Linked DNA regions of Zea mays: region 2 is linked to region 1. The links are chromatin contacts, called in public Hi-C maps. All regions are on one chromosome and are shown on one strand. The core of a region is the stretch at or near the end of the contact, and the rest is flanking DNA. Distances in the headings are between cores, read along the strand shown.

Region 1 (2,920 bases), core at 242-2,741:
TGTGTTGTAGGTTTATGCATCCGGTGGAACAAGTTGGATAATCGACAACAGGGTGAACAAACCACATGACAAGGGAGAAAAGAATGTTCTCCTCATATGATATAAATGATGATCCCCAAAAAGCAATCACATTCGGGGATGGAAATCAAGGTTTGGTCAAAGGATTGGGTAAAATTGCTATATCTCCTGGTTATTCCATTTCTAATGTATTTCTTGTAGAATCTCTAAGTTACAACTTGCTTTATGTATCTCAATTATACCAAATGGGCAACGACTGTTTATTTACTGATGTTGATGTAACCGTCTTTATAAGAAATGATGATTCACTAGCTTGTAAGGGAGTGTTAGATGGTCAGCTATATTTAGTTGATTTCACTGATAATAATGTTGAACCAGACACTTGCTTAATTGCTAAGACTAATATGGGTTGGCTCTGGCATCGCCGACTTGCTCATGTTGGGATGAAGAATCTTTACAAGCTTCTAAAGGGAGAACACATTTTAGGACTAACCAATGTTCATTTTGAGAAAGATAGAATTTGTAGCGCATGCCAAGCAGGGAAGCAGGTTGGAACTCATCATCCACACAAGAACATCATGACGACTGAGAGGCCTTGAGCTATTTCACATGGATCTATTCGGCTCGATTTCTTACTTAAGTATCGGCGGGAGTAAGTATTGTCTTGTAATTATGGATGATTATTCTCGCTTCACTTAGATGTTCTTTTTTCAGTAAAAAACACAAACCCAAGAAACCTTAAAGAAATTCTTGAGACGGACTCAAAATGAGTTCGGATTGAGAATCAAGAAGATTAAAAGCGACAATGGAACGGAGTTCAAGAGCTCTCAAATTGAAGGATTTATTGAGGAGTAGGGCATCAAGCATGAGTTCTCTTCTCCCTACACGCCTCAACAAAACAGTGTTGTGGAGAGAGAGAATAGAACTCTTTTGGATATGGCAAGGATCATACTTGAGGAATACAAGACATCGGATCGGTTTTGGGCGGTGGTGAGAGCACCTAGAGGAGGGGTGAATAGGTGATCCTGTAAAAACAGCTCAACACTCGGCAAAAGCTTCACCGGCTCTAAAATAGCCTTTGCAAAGAAGGCGAGTCCGGTAGTACTTATTAAAAGTTATTTAAATTCTTAATCCTTTTTATGAATCTTTTTAAAACCCCAAAATAGGATTCCTAGGTGTTATAATGAGTATGTTGGGGCCACGTATGTTGGGGTCATGCAACAATATGTTCTCGTACTCTCGTAGTTTATCTATCTGTGGTCTTGGATATATATTGATATTAGTTTCTATATATAAGCTATTAGTTATAGCTTGACTCTCAGTCGTTTCACCGTATCTCCTTTTCTTGGTAATTAACTTTACGTGCACGTGTGATGGAGACGCTGAACCAACCGAAACATGTGGTACTGTACTAGGTAATACTGCACGCATATGGTGACGCCACATGCACACGAGCAGGACGTACGGAGCTAGCCAGCTGGGCGGCTAGCTACAGCGACCTTTTGGCCGCTGTGCCGACAAAATGCTACCGGCCGCGGTAAAAGATGGGGGAGCTGCCGGCCTGGACCTGCCATCCACCCAGCTCAAAAGCGACGCGAGTACCAATGGGACGGACGGCGGGCGGGCGGGCGGGTACTACGCGCGCGGTGACGGCGACCTGCTGACGATGCCATGCCGCCGGGCGCGCGCGCTCGCCGGGCCATATGCATGCACGTGCTGTCGGACAGCGACGACGACGGTGGGCGTCGAGCCGGCGGGGACAGCTCCGGCCGGCCTACCGCCAGGCCGGCGGCTAGCTATCGTGACAGTGTCTGCTCGGAGCCATGCATGATCATTCGTGCGTTCGTCGCGGTCGCAGTCTAGTCGCCCGGCGAAACCGGGGGGCTACGCAATACGCATACGCGCGCATGCATGCAAATGGGTGGATGTCGATCGTCGTCTCGCTAGCTCTTCCGGCAGCTGAGCCGTCATTGTGCGTGCTGCATATATGCCGTAGTATGCGCGCGCCTTGGTGGTCTTCTGGTCACCACGTCCACAAAGCCCGCCTGTCATTGGCCGACGTACGACGAGGCCAGGACTGGACGACGACCGACGAGTACGTACGTGCGTCGGTCGTGGTCCAGCTGCACACCGGTCGTAACCTCGCTCTCGCCATCGCTAGCTCTACATACGCATGATACATACGAGGTACATATCACCACCCGAAACAGTTGAAAACAGCTGCTTCGTCGTCAAAATCTGGAAAATACTCGGCGAAGCCTTTACTGATTGTGACAATCGGCAAATAAAGTTCGGCGAACTGTACATCGACAATAACATTTTTATCGAGTGTCACTCGATACTCGGCAAAGAAAAGTCGTCACCGTTACGGCGCCAGGTGATGGCAACGGAGCCTGTGTCGAGCGCCCACCGAGTGTCCGTTGTACTGACACTCGGTAAAGAAGCCCTTGTAGTCCCTTGTTAGTTCCGTTGCCGAGCGTATTAGGTGGCACTCAGCAAAGGTTACCTCTTTACCGAGTGTCCGACTAACTAGCACTCAGCAAAGGGATCACCCGTAGGCCCATTTTGTCAGTTCCTTTGTTGAGTGCTAAGGCCATAACACTCGTCAAAGAGGCTTTACTGGTGCTCAGGTATGTCTTCTTTGTCGAGTGTTATGACCTTGACACTAGGTAAAAAGAATTGTCGAGTCCTCGACAAAAAACAGTGGACAAAGTGTCGAGCGCTCTACAAAGAGCCGAATTTCGATAGTGTGAGTGTAATGTGTATATTCTAACAATAACCGTATCGCCGATCGACGTGCGTGTATATATGCATGGCCACTCGCGTATATTGACGTGTGATCTACGTACGTACGCACGTTCTAAGAAGATCAAGGACCATGCATGCAACAAGGTACAACAAC
Region 2 (2,920 bases), core at 304-2,803, 170 kb after region 1:
TTTTTACAAATATACTTATATATAGTATATCACTACTAGGCTTAGAACACTCGAGAAATAGTTCTTTACCGAGTACTTTTCTCGGGCACTTGGTAAAGACTTTGACGAGTGTCAAAAACACTGGACAAAGAAAAGCACTCTGCAAATTAAGAATCACAAAAAAAATTCAAAAATAGCAAAATATTTTTAATTAAGGGAATAACCTCCCTAACCATCACCATTGCCCTACCTATCGTCCTATCATCTTTCACCAATTTTTGAATTGAATTCACTTGTTTTGTGATTGGTGAGATTCGGACTCCCAACCTATCTCATGCACAACCTCCTCTACCACTACACCACTATATCACTTATGTTTATATTACGCTTTCCTTCCCCATGTATTATAACAAACCGAGAGTAAATTAATTATTTGATAAACTAATAAATGGATTTAAATGAAAATGTTGTCAACTGTAAAGTTGCATAACTTTTCAAGATCTATAACTTTCATTTTGATAGTTTCTTTATGCGATGTTGTTTACAAAATTTGAATTTCAAGACCTACAACTTTTATTTTGTTGGTTTTTCCATCCGAGGTCGTTTGAAAATTTTGAATTTTAAAATTCAAACAATCTTTTTCATAACAAGATGATTTCAAACCAAAATGTTATCAACTAAAAAGTTTTTCATAACAAGATGATTTCAAACGAAAATGTTAACTTTTTAAGACCTAAAACTTTCATTTTGGTTGTTTTCCATTTGAGGTCGTTTCGAAAATCCAAATTTTAAATTTTTAAAATTCAGACATAGTTTTCGTTAATAAGATGACTTCAAATCAAAAAGTTGTCAACTACAAAATTACATAACTTTTCAAGAACTATAAAGTTTATTTTGGTTGTTTGGTTATTTATTCATCTCACATGTTGGTTCTAACATTATTCACAAATCTTATACATCTCTCTTGTAGTTTCATAAACTATGAAAGAGATATATTTTTTCTAAACAAATTTACTTTTATTTTACCATATGAATAAATGACCAAAATATAAATTGTACATCTTGATGAATTGTATAAATTTTTAGTTGAAAATCTTTTCATTTGTATTAGTTTACTACTTCAAAATACGATTTTTATATTATCTTTGCCTAGTGTTGAAAAAAACACTCGACAAAGAAGCTTTTTGCCTAGTGTAAAAAATAAACAGTCGGCAAAAAAACTCTTTGCCGAGTGTCATAAAAAACACTCGGCAAAAAACCTCTTTACCAAGTGGTGTTTTTTTGTTAAGCACTCGACAAAGAACTCATTTACCAAAAAAAAAAAAACACTCCACAGATTATTTGACACTCGCCATGTACGTGAGGTGCCATGTCGGGGCACGATCCACTTAGCTAACTGTCCATCCATGCTTGCATGTCAAACACTCGACACCGCCGCAAATATATGCATAACAGTAAATGCTACTACGACTACATACTTCTGAATCAGCGCGCGGCGGTCATGCATCCTGATCGAATTCATTACGCATTTGTGGAGACAGGAGACCTGCACGTACACCGGATTGAACAGGGCACTGTTGATACGTACACTCTCCTTGCCATGCCTGCCATGGCAATGGCACCATACCATGCAGAGAGCGAGAGGGACAGCCAGCATCGCCCAACGTCACGCACAACGGCACAAACCTATCTGCAGGCAGCTGCTGCCTTTATCTTCGTCTCCATTCGTCCGTCATCCAGTCCATGTGCCACCAGTTCCCCGGGCGTCGCCATCGCCGGACGCGGGTCACCTCAACCCCCACTACGCGCGCCGTGCCAGGGGCCGGAGCCAGCCGCCACTCCCTCCCTGCCTCACCAGTCACCACTCGCCAGCCTAGTAGCCTACGCTTCATGCCCACCAATGACCAAACCAACCAAGCAAGCGCTGCTCGCTCGCCCGCTACTATATATTCTCACCTGCACCGCTTCTTCTCTTCTCGCGATCCAAGCTGAACGAGAGCCACCTAGCAAGCTAGTTTAGCAGGTCAGGCATGGCCAGCGCGACGACGACTGAGCAGCGTGTCAGCTTCATCGTCGACGGAGAGGCTGATGAGCAGCAGCAGCAGCGGCAGCATGACGACGACCTTGTTAGCCGCGCCGCCGTGGTGGCGAGGGAGGTGAGCAAGCGGGTGTCTCGCCTGTCCGTCGAAGGAGGAGGAGACGCTCAGGGCGTCTACAAGGTCGGCAGTGAAGGCGGCGTTGCCAGGCCAAGGAACGGACATCCTCACGAGGCCGACGCGGGGGAGGGGACGCCGCGGTTCCGGCGCTCGTCCGGCGGCGCGCGGGCGCTGCCGCCGCCGCACGCGTGGCTGGCGATCGAGGACACGAGGAAGCTTCAGGAGGAGCAGGGGCATGACGACGGCGACGACCCGCATGCGGAGCAATGGGCGCGGCTCTTCCGTGGCGGCGGGACGACGCAGCAGCAGCAGCAGCGGCTGAGGCTGCGGCGGAGCAGCTTCAGCATGGTGCGGCGCGAGCGCGAGCGCGCGGCGCGGGAGGCGTGGCTGGACCACGCATGGGAGATGAAGCGGAGCTGGCACCAGCGCAACGGCGGCGCTCCCGACGCGGGCACCCCCGTGGTGGTGGTGGTGGGGACGTCGTCGTCGTCGTCGTCGCACTCGGACCATCAGGCCACCGCGGCGGGCGGCGGGGTGGCCATGGACGTGGAGGAGGTCCGCGCGTGCCGGGACCTCGGGCTGGAGCTGCCCTCCGACTGCACCGTGGAGATCCAGTGCTACGGGCTGTCCGGCGGCAGCAGCCCCACCCACGGCAGCGGCGCTGATTCACCCTGCGCCGGCTCCAGCCGCCCTGTTGGTGGTACGTATGATCGAGTACTAGAGCTAGCGTACCTACTGCCATCTTTATTGATCGTCTACTCCAAAACTGAAACGTGCTAGGAAAT

What was found. Hi-C and Micro-C count contacts between places; a contact is called where the count stands out from the background.
Region 2: a contact with region 1 is called in a Hi-C map of leaf mesophyll, with 3 times the contacts expected there. The contact joins the promoter of LOC103641363 here to the enhancer-like site in region 1. A contact is called at or near these places in 3 of 25 Hi-C or Micro-C datasets (leaf and leaf mesophyll).

What each region holds. Positions count from the first base shown.
Region 1 is chr10:89,763,705-89,766,624 of Zm-B73-REFERENCE-NAM-5.0, forward strand. No RefSeq gene overlaps it. Among protein-coding and RNA genes, the nearest start is that of LOC100193483, 140 kb to the left of the region's middle. Within about 2 kb of position 1,492, at least 15 of the 20 cell types and tissues checked have an H3K27ac peak or open chromatin away from gene starts, as enhancers often do. A contact at or near this core is called in leaf and leaf mesophyll, where this site is marked.
Region 2 is chr10:89,935,201-89,938,120 of Zm-B73-REFERENCE-NAM-5.0, forward strand. LOC103641363 reads left to right here and starts at 1,554. Exons shown (of 2, transcript XM_008664718.3): 1 at 1,554-2,835. The coding sequence starts at 2,010.